Regions from separate parts of the Pan troglodytes genome. Here region 2 is linked to region 1. A link is a contact called in public capture Hi-C data. All regions are on one chromosome and are shown on one strand. Each heading gives the region's core, a stretch centred on a gene start, on an enhancer-like site or on the middle of the called end of the contact. The rest is flanking DNA. Distances are from core to core; before and after follow the strand shown.

The links. Capture Hi-C pulls out chosen DNA fragments and counts their contacts.
Region 2: a contact with region 1 is called in a capture Hi-C map of stem cell-derived neural stem cells, with 4 times the contacts expected there. The contact joins two enhancer-like sites. A contact is called at or near these places in 1 of 7 Hi-C or Micro-C datasets (stem cell-derived neural progenitor cells) and 1 of 1 other capture datasets (stem cell-derived neural stem cells).

The regions. Positions count from the first base shown.
Region 1 is chr9:135,890,502-135,895,771 of NHGRI_mPanTro3-v2.0_pri, forward strand. IGSF9B (immunoglobulin superfamily member 9B) reads right to left here. Exons shown (of 20, transcript XM_016922322.4): 4 at 4,487-4,638; 5 at 4,056-4,173; 6 at 2,733-2,874; 7 at 2,297-2,442. Among named protein-coding and RNA genes, the nearest start is that of IGSF9B, 23 kb to the right of the region's middle. Within about 2 kb of position 1,625, at least 9 of the 24 cell types and tissues checked have an H3K27ac peak or open chromatin away from gene starts, as enhancers often do. A contact at or near this core is called in stem cell-derived neural stem cells, where this site is marked.
Region 2 is chr9:136,100,068-136,105,206 of NHGRI_mPanTro3-v2.0_pri, forward strand. It overlaps JAM3 (junctional adhesion molecule 3), which reads left to right. Exons shown (of 9, transcript XM_529458.9): 2 at 2,884-2,949; 3 at 3,722-3,835. Among named protein-coding and RNA genes, the nearest start is that of JAM3, 73 kb to the left of the region's middle. Within about 2 kb of position 2,559, at least 8 of the 24 cell types and tissues checked have an H3K27ac peak or open chromatin away from gene starts, as enhancers often do. A contact at or near this core is called in stem cell-derived neural stem cells, where this site is marked.

The sequences.
Region 1 (5,270 bases), core at 375-2,874:
CCCCGCCTCTACATCCGAAGTCAAAAGAAGAACACTATCGTAGGCTTAACCACAAAGGGGGTATTTTTCCTCCCCATTCTGCTGGTTGACCAGCCTTCCTTGGATTCACTTCCCCATCTGATTCTGCAGCTGAAATGCAGAATCAGGCCAGGTGCAGTGGCTCACACCTGTAATCTCAACACTGTGGGAGGCTGGGGTGGGAGGACTGCTTGAGGCTAGGAGTTTAAGACCAGCCTGGGCAATTTAGCGAGACTCCAACTCTACCAAAAAAATCTTTGAATGATCTGGGCATGGTGGCACACACCTGTAGTCCCAGGTACTCTCAAAGTTGAAGCGGGAGGATCACTTGAGCCCAAGAGTTTGAGTCTGCAGTAAGCCATGATGGCACCACTGCACTCCAACCTTGGTGACACAGCAGGACCCTGGCTCTCGGAGGAGCAACAAGAACCCCACACCTCTTGCGATGCAGGCTGAGTCACCTCCTCTCAGTACTCCCCTATTTCCCCTGAGGGCTACGGAGGAGAAGGATCCAGAACTAGGAAGGCAGTGAGGATGAATGAGCTGGTGTCTTTTAAGCATTTTGAGCTCTTCAGAGAACAGTGTTACATAAATACCAGGCCGAGTTATATATTTAGAATAGCTTCCTACTTTTGTATGGTAGAGGTTTTTTTTTTTTCCTCCAAGGTTTCCAAAGCGTTTATGAATGGGAAATACTCTGAACGCTGCTTTTTAGCAGAAATAAAAATCCTTGTCTCACCCACCTGTAAATCTCAACCCCCTGGATTTTCTTTGAAGACAGGAAGGAGGTAAAAAAGGACAAGGGGGAGTGGGTGGTGACGCTGGCGCCGGGGAGAGACAGGGAAAACCAAAACATGTCTCCAGAAAGACAGATGGCCTATGGCTTCGAGGAGGGGCCTTCGTCCTGGCCAGCTCGTCTTCCAAAGGCCACCTCCCGTTGGCTCCTCCTGCCCCACCATGGCCACCTCCGTGCCAGGTGGCACAGCCTGCGTCCAGCACAGAGGGACGGGGCGCACCTTTGTGGTGGACGGGTCTCTCCTTCCTGCAGTTCTTCCCCACCCCAGCACAGCTTGGGCACATCCTAAGTCATGTATGAATAACTTCTCGACTCGCTTTTTCCCGCTGCAGGTCTGGGGAGTGAGATCTGTTGTCCTGGGCCTCACGGCCCTCTAAAGCTTGGGCCTGGGAATACAGCACATCAAAAGTCCTTTAAGTGGCTGACGGCAGAAGCAGAGAGGCGATGCACTCCATGGAGAGGAAAGAGTGAGACTGCGAGGTTAGGGGTCCAATGGCGCTCAGCAGGCGCAGCGTGCTCCACCACCGCGACCAACAGTGGAATGTCCACATCCAGCTCTGGGCAGCAGTCGGACCAGCTCCACCTCCAGGGCCACCAGCCGTCCTCCACTTGTCCTCAGCTCGTACACTGACCCCGGTCTTGTCTCCAGACTGTTCCACTTCTCACCCCTGCCACTCCCTGTCGCTGGGTGTGAGCAATCCGCCCACACCAGCCGGGAAATGAGGGAGAGTCTGTTATCTACAGCAACAATGCCAGCCTTTGTTGCCTGAGTGACAGGGCCATCCACAAATCAAAAGGAAGATATTACTCCTCATTACTCATCCTTCTCTGTCTCAGGGCTCAGCTTGCCAGGGGGCGGGAAAGCAACTGGCTGCTCAGTATTAAAGATCAGCAAGCTGAATGGTGGTGCTTACACAAAAGCCCTCGAACGTCTGGGTGAGGAGCAGCTCATTCATCTGGATCTCCAGCCACCCAAGGGGAGAGGCCGCGGACGCCCGAGGGAGCAGGCGCAGGAGCTGGAGCACATCGCCCCCGACACAGACGCGGTGTGGAAAGGCAGGGAGTGAGGCTGGGAGAAACCTAACCCTGCATGGGCCTGGGCTATGCTCCATATGACACCTGAGAAAAGAGCGCCAGAGAGCAACTGGTTCTGGGCACAGAGGTGCAGGCCAGCCTTCAGCCCGAGGACCACCGTTCAGAAGGAACTGCTCGAAGGTGTCTTCCTGAGTGCAGCCTGCACTGAGCTGATGAGATGTACTGGCTGAACAGCGACGCCTGGCCAGCGAAGTAGGAGCTGCTCCACCCCAACTGTCCAGGGCCTCAGCCTCCTCTCCAGCCATCCCTCCTTCTTCTCTTATTAGTTCCTCCACCTACATGCCCCCAAATGATGCTTGGTCTTTGCTACCCTCCAGCCTACAGTCTGGCTAACACCAAAACCTTCTGGGAGCCCCACCACCCAGGCTCCCCCGCACCCCTACTCACACTGCACGGTCAGGTACGCCGAGGCGGAGGGGGAGCGCCCCAGGCTGTTGCTGGGCACACAGGTGTACTTCCCCGAGTCCTCCGGCTTCACCCGGAAGATGATCAGGGTCCCATCGATTAGGATGCGCACCCTCAGCTTCAGGTCGCTGCAAAGCGGCATGGGGACAAGGGGTTGGGCGAGCAGAAGGGGGTCTTGCCGCAGACACACAGTCACCGTCACTGCCCCAGATGTGGCATGGAGAGCCCGTGCCCCTGGCATCCCCAGGGCCCCTCCATGCAGACCCTGGCCTTGGCATGTGAGACACACGGACCAGACCGCCCACCTCCCCCAGCTCCAGGAGCCACGGGCAGCCTGCCCGTGCAATTTCTGCTCAGGGGCCCTGCCTGTGGGGGCTGGGGTGGCAACCTCATTGAAAAGTCAGAGCAGGGTGCTCACTTCTGAAAGTAGACGTTCTCGTCCTGCCAGTACCAGGTGTAGGTGAGGTTGCCCGGATACGCCTCTGCCCGGCAGGTGAGCAGAGCATCCTGGGAGATGTTGACGGTGATGTTCTCAGGAGGGGAGACGATGAAAGGGGGCCCTGGGGAGAGCAGGGAACAAACCCCACCTCGCCTGATCAGGGACGGCAGCAGCACCCAGGCCTCCTGGGAGCCCTCAGTGCCTCAGGAAGGGGTGCCCTGAACACTGCGATGGGGGCGGCTGTCATGGAGACACTTCCAGATGCTATCTGTGCTCAGGCATCCTGTCCACCACCCCTGCCCCCGCACCAGGCTCCCCAGACCAGCCACCACACACACACCCTTCCTGCCTGCCTTCTCCCAGCAGAGCCCGAGCCAGACATGCAGCAGGGAGAAAGGCAACTCTTTTCAAATCTAGAGCGAGGAATAGTCCAGTCTCAAGGAGTCAGGGCCGTGTGCTGCTCCCCAGCCAGAAATCAAGAGGGCAGCTGGGGGTGCAGGGGCCGAGGAGTAAGCAGAGGGTGAAAGTCCAGCAGTCCTGGTGCTGGCTGCACAGACAAAGGGGGCAGCGGCGACCAAGTCTCCCCTGAGAGGGAACAGCTTCCATCCAGGCTGCTGAGGGACCTCTGGCCCTGGCTGCTGCTCGGCACTCAGAGGCAGGAGGAGCATGCAGCCGCCACCAACCCCCCCAACCCCCGAGTTCCTCCAGGAGGCAGGGCTGGGGAGGCTAAGCCGGGGGCCGAGTTCAGCACAGGGTAGAGACCCCCTGACCGGGATGCTGCCCCATCCTGCACAGTTCCTGGCCCCTCTCTGGGGACTCTGGGGCTCCAGGCAGGGCAGACTGGCATCTCCCTGTGCTGACTATACAGACCCCAGCTCTGCCAAATGCCCACTGTGTTATTTAAATGTCTGGGGCTTGGATTGAGTTTCTATCTTTATTTATTGATGCCGTCACTAATGGATAGATGACCCGAGGGAGGTCTCCTCTCCCAGGGAGGTGGAGACATGGTAGAGATGCTATCTGAACAGAAGGAGAAACCAGAAACCCACACAGCAGGGGCCTCTCTGCCACGCCATGTGGTGCCTGGCCACGGCCTGTGGGCCTGGCCCTCTCCCAGGCAGCCGGTGCGGGAGCTCTGACCAGGGCAGCAGGCAGCACACAGGAGCCCCGCACAGGTCCTCATGGCCGCCTGCACCTCCACTAGCCCCAGCTGAGCTCTGGGAAAACGCCCTCCGTAGCTCAGCCGGGCTGGACATCCCCGCAGGAGCCCAGGGTTAAAGAGGCTGAGGAAATGGCTCCTACCTTGGACAAGCAGGTGGGTCGTGTGGACAGCCTCCCCCTGAATGCTGTACGCTCGGCAGGTGTAGGCACCTCTGTCCTCCCGACTGACCGATGTCACTGTCAGGCTGCCGTCACTCACCTGGCCCAAAACAGATGGAGCTCAGCACCCACGCTCACACCCACCGCTGCTACCCTCAAACAGGGAGATGCAGTCGGAGACACTAAGGTGGAGATGACCACAGGGACAGATGCATCTGGGGGACACGAAGGGCAGGTGCCCCCGTGCCCATCTCCCGCCAGCGACACAGAGACGCCTGCAGCTGAGCCAGGCTACAGCTTTCCAGCCTCCTCTGTGCTTGTGCCTGTAGCATCAGGGGTCGGCTGCAGTGGGAGGCTGCCCCGGGGAAACGGGGGAAGAGACCGCAGAGGCCCCAACCTAGAACCACACTCACCTGGTATTTCCCACTAGCACCGAGGAGCGTCCCCTCCTTGAGCCAGGTGACAATGGGCTTGGGGTTCCCAAAAGCTGTGCAGGTCATGGTGATACTACTACCCTCCTTGGCCTCGATGTACTGGGGGGGTGTTTCTGTAAAGGTGGGAGGGGCTGCAAAGGAGACCACAAAGATGAAGGACACGCCATCAGCCACATCGCTGCCCTGCAACAACAGTACCTGCCCCACACATCACCCTCACTGCGGCTCTGCGGAATGCAAGGACAAAGGAAGGAAGGTGGGGGTGGGAAAAACTTTCTGCCTACCAACATCACTGGCAGGGAGACCTGCATCCAAACTCAGGCTGGCTGGGTCCAAATTCTGTACTGTAGCTTATTCCCAGGTCACCAATGTTAACTGAGCATCTACTCTAGGGTGGCCCTTACAAACACTGCCTGCTCCCAGCTCCTCAGGCTTTGCTACCATCCTTCAGTCTTTCCCTTTATGATGATCCATGACACAAAGGAGCTCCTACTTCTTGAACCCCAGCTCAGCCAGGCCCCCGCGTTTCCAGGACACTTGCCGTCTGAGCCCTACCAAGACTTAACACAGATGCAGGCCAAGGCTACGCAGAACCTCATTTTCCCAGATTCTGCTGAGAAAATCATCCAGCTTCCTGCCTCTCTGGCTTCCATGGATGAAGGTGGACAGCCCACCTGAAGGCCACTCCCTTCTTCATTTTCCTCTGATCATGTCAGGTCATCTTCCCCCCTGCACTGGAGATTTGATTAAAACTCCATCCTGT
Region 2 (5,139 bases), core at 1,309-3,808, 210 kb after region 1:
TCATAACTGAGAGAAATGTTTATGGCCACTAGTCCCTTAGAGCCAGTGGTGGCGTCCCGTCGAAGTCGTGGTGCTCATAACTGAGAGAAATGTTTATGGCCACTAGTCCCTTAGAGCCAGTGGTGGCGTCTCGTCGAAGTCATGGTGCTCATACTGAGAGAAATGTTTATGGCCAATAGTCCCTTAGAGCCAGTGGTGGCGTCTCGTCGAAGTCGTGGTGCTCATAACTGAGAGAAATGTTTATGGCCACTAGTCCCTTAGAGCCAGTGGTGGCGTCCCGTCGAAGTCGTGGCGCTCATACTGAAATGTTTATGGCCACTAGTCCCTTAGAGCCAGTGGTGGCGTCCCGTCGAAGTCGTGGTGCTCATAACTGAGAGAAATGTTTATGGCCACTAGTCCCTTAGAGCCAGTGGTGGCGTCTCGTCGAAGTCATGGTGCTCATACTGAGAGAAATGTTTATGGCCAATAGTCCCTTAGAGCCAGTGGTGGCGTCTCGTCGAAGTCGTGGTGCTCATAACTGAGAGAAATGTTTATGGCCAATAGTCCCTTAGAGCCAGTGGTGGCGTCTCGTCGAAGTCGTGGCGCTCATACTGAAATGTTTATGGCCACTAGTCCCTTAGAGCCAGTGGTGGCGTCCCGTCGAAGTCGTGGCGCTCATACTGAAATGTTTATGGCCACTAGTCCCTTAGAGCCAGTGGTGGCGTCCCGTCGAAGTCGTGGTGCTCATAACTGAGAGAAATGTTTATGGCCACTAGTCCCTTAGAGCCAGTGGTGGCGTCTCGTCGAAGTCATGGTGCTCATACTGAGAGAAATGTTTATGGCCAATAGTCCCTTAGAGCCAGTGGTGGCGTCTCGTCGAAGTCGTGGTGCTCATAACTGAGAGAAATGTTTATGGCCAATAGTCCCTTAGAGCCAGTGGTGGCGTCTCGTCGAAGTCGTGGCGCTCATACTGAAATGTTTATGGCCACTAGTCCCTTAGAGCCAGTGGTGGCGTCCCGTCGAAGTCGTGGCGCTCATACTGAAATGTTTATGGCCACTAGTCCCTTAGAGCCAGTGGTGGCGTCCCGTCGAAGTCGTGGTGCTCATACTGAGAGAAATGTTTATGGCCAGTAGTCCCTTAGAGCCAGTGGTGGCGTCCTGTCGAAGTCGTGGTGCTCATACTGAGAGAAATGTTTATGGCCAGTAGTCCCTTAGAGCCAGTGGTGGCGTCCTGTCGAAGTCGTGGTGCTCATACTGAGAGAAATGTTTATGGCCAATAGTCCGTTAGAGCCAGTGGTGGCGTCCCGTCGAAGTCGTGGTGCTCATAACTGAGAGAAATGTTTATGGCCACTAGTCCCTTAGAGCCAGTGGTGGCGTCTCGTCGAAGTCATGGTGCTCATACTGAGAGAAATGTTTATGGCCAATAGTCCCTTAGAGCCAGTGGTGGCGTCTCCTCGAAGTCGTGGTGCTCATACTGAGAGAAATGTTTATGGCCGATAGTCCCTTAGAGCCAGTGGTGGCGTCCTGTTGAAGTCGTGGTGCTCATACTGAGAGAAATGTTTGTGGCCACTTTCCTTAGAAGGAGCCCGTGTGGCCTTGGTAGAGACTCGGAGCCTCACATATCATTCTTTACTAGTGCATCACTGGGCGCTTTCATTTTGAAGGAGAAGTAGAAGGGGCTGCACATGCATGGGATGTATTTCTGGCTCCCAGAGGGAGTAGCCATGGTTATCCAAACAAAATAACGTTATCTTCACTTGTCCTTTGTTGTATAACTTTTTGTAGAAGTGTTTTAGGAACCAATAGCAATTCAGGTATATTACACTTCTGTTTTCCATCCCTTTTTGTTGAATTATTGTTTAGGGCTTTTGCTAGAATTAGTGAAATCTGACTATTTAGAAAGAAAAGATCCATGTAGCTGGGCCATTAAAGAAGAGAAAGGAAAAGAATGGGCTGTGTGAGGCTGCCCAGTATGCAAGGAGTTAAAGCAGCTTGGAGCAGAGTTGCTCTGTGATTTTCTTTAGCGGTGATCATAAGCCAGGACCCAGAGACCTTCATCAAGGTGTTCTGTATGAAGGCCTTCTTTGGGGATGGCATGTTTTATTGGAGGCATGGCAGCTAAAGAATACTATGTTGTAGGTAGTCCATGTACCTACTTGATCTTCTCTCCAAGATTAGTTGAGAACTTTTGAGACCATGGTAAACAGGTGTCTGATGTTTGCCCAAACCCATAAGGAATCAGATGCTAGTTTTGAAAGGGATTGCCATGCAAGTAGTTATCTTGCTTTCATCAATGATATAAACTCAGCTTCGTGAAAATTACCGTGTTATATTATTATTTTTCTCATTTCAACAAAGACCGGTGAAAACTTCGTGGACTGGAACCACCGGGTTGCTCATACAGCGAGGTGGACTCCTAGCTGGTTGATAACCATACCCAGAGAGTGTTGATGCCGTCCCGAAGGGAAGAGTTCCAGCCCAAGAGTCTGGCCCATATCACGTGCCACTGAGGGTGCCTGTGCAGGATTGGAAGCCTGGGGAAGAGGGGATGATGGAGGGAGGAAGGGCAGAAGGCCCGGGCAGGTCTGGGAGGAGAGGTGTCGAAGGGTCAATAGGAAATGCTTAGACAAAGGCTTTAAAGCTCTGAGGGCTTTGTTCTGGGACTAGAAAGGAGAAGGAGTTCTTAGAACTCTTCTCTTTCCCTTGGCTCCTTCCAGTGAAGGTCAGATTTGAGAGAGAAAGCAGTTAACTTGGCTTACCTAAGAGACTTTATTGTGGAATATTTTTCCATCCTCTGTGGTTAGTAACCATAGCCTACGCAGACGGGAAAACCTGACCTCAGTGCAAGGTTTCTCTGCCGTTTGAGATACATTTTCTCTGATTTTACTTTTCTTTCTCCTTCAGGCTGCCTGATAGGGGCTGTAAATCTCAAATCCAGCAATCGAACCCCAGTGGTACAGGAATTTGAAAGTAAGTACAAACGAAATGCCTAGGATAATGGGCACCATCTACTGGACATTTGGTGTCTTGCAGCCAACTCAGGACACATCTGTCTCTGTAGTGTGCCAGGGAGATGTCCCGGGTGGACTGCTCTGCGGTGCACAGGCCTAGAAGCATGGCATCAGCAGGCCGGCAGTGAGCCCTGTGCGGTTTTCCATCAGCTGTCATCGCACTCCTGCCTGGCTTTGTGATCACACAACAAAGAAATTTCTTTTTTCTTTTTGAGATGGAGTCTCGCTCCTGTTGCCCAGGCTGGAGTGTAGTGACGCAATCTTGGCTCACTGCAGCCTCTGCCTCCTGGGTTCAAGCGATTCTCCTGCCTCAGCCTCCTGAGTAGCTGGGATTACAGGCACCCGCCACCACGCCTAGCTGATTTTTGTATGGGGTTTTGCCATGTTTGGCCTGACTGGTCTCAAACTCCTGACCTCAGGTGATCCACCCTCCTTGGCCTCCCAAAGTGCTAAGATTACAGGTGTGAGCCACCGCGCCTGGCCAAGAAATTTCTTATATACAAGCAGGGTGTTTAAGGGAGGGGGTACACTATGTAGTAAAATCCTTGCTAATTATCTTTATTGATTTTCTGGCAAAAAATCCTTTCTCAAAGTCTCTTGGAGTGTGGAGTTGGCTACGTTTTTAATCTGCATGAAAGGCCTCTTGAATTAGAGCTTGCAGGGTCTGGGTGCAGCTGAACCTAGAAGCACTCCACATTCACCGAGAGCTCTTTTTCTTCTTTGCGTGTTAGGTGTGGAACTGTCTTGCATCATTACGGATTCGCAGACAAGTGACCCCAGGATCGAGTGGAAGAAAATTCAAGATGAACAAACCACATATGTGTTTTTTGACAACAAAATTCAGGGTATGATCCTGTAGTCCTCTTGCTTGCTGACCTTTCCTCTGTCCATAGACCTGGGTGTACACTCTTGGCCAGAAACTTACCTCAGACTGGTAACCTGCATCTGTAGCTAGGACCGTTTTTTTTTTTTTAAAGATTTCTAATTATGGAAAATTTCAAATATATGCAAAAGTAATGCAAATGGTATATCAAGCCTCCCTGTCCCTGTCCCCCAGCATCAACAAGTGCAGTTCATTAGCTAGGATCTTAATCTGCTCACAGCCCCATCTCTTTGGGAAATCAAAGTGAACATTTTCCTAGGCCATCTTCTCATGATCCTGATGTGAGTGATGTAGGTGAGTGAATGAGAAGGACCATATGTTTCAGCAACGGCACAGCACAAACAGACTGAGCCACCCACTGTGTTTCTGGCTTGGTGCTGGGGTTGCCGATGGGGAGAAAACACGGGGTACCCGGAAGTGACATCCTCCGGGTGGGAGGATGGTGGTCAGGGAAGGCTCCCCAAAGTGGCCTCTCTGGGTGCCGTGTGAAGGGTGGCTGCTTAGCAGGCAAGATGGTGTGGAGGGAGGTGGTGGTCAGGAGAGAATGCTGTGTATGAAGACGCAGAAGCAACAGACGGACTGGCTGATGGGAAAGACTGCAAGTTCCCCACTGTTGCCGGTACATGGACAGGGAGAGAGGGAGGAGAGGGGCTGGAGAGGTTGCCTGGCCAGGCAGACTGCACTGAATGCCAGGCGAGCATGGGCGGTATCTGAGGGCCCGCTGTGAGGCTCTCAGCGGAGGTGCCGTGGCTGCATCTATGTTTCAGAAGACTGAAGTGGCTGCTGTAGAGAAGAGATTGGAGGCGGCACAACTCAGAGCAGAGGCCCAAGTCAGAGGCCTTCTGCAGAGTCCGGGAGAAGGCTGGCGGGGGGCCCCAAGCTGGGGTGCAGGCAGGGAGAGAGACTCGAGGGGAGGCCTGCTGGGGCTTGGCTGTGCCAAGGGGCACAGAGGGAGGCAGGCAGGTGGCTGGAGAGGAGGATGGCATCCTTTTTCTGACAGGAGGGCGGGAGCTGCAGGAGGTACACATGCAGGCTCGTGCATGAGTCGGAGCCTGTGGAGTTCTCAGAGAAGTTGAGAGTTGGGAGGGATTTGTGGAAGCAGCTCCAACACAGTCTTGTTTTGGGTTCTCAGTGTCGCCGGGAGCCTGAGTCTCCTCAAAAGAGTTTTGCTTCCCACTCACGTGAAGTCCCTCCTTTGCCTCTTATTTTTGGAGTGATGGAAATGTTCTTCTCAGAACACAGATCTGTTTTCTTTGGCTACTCAGG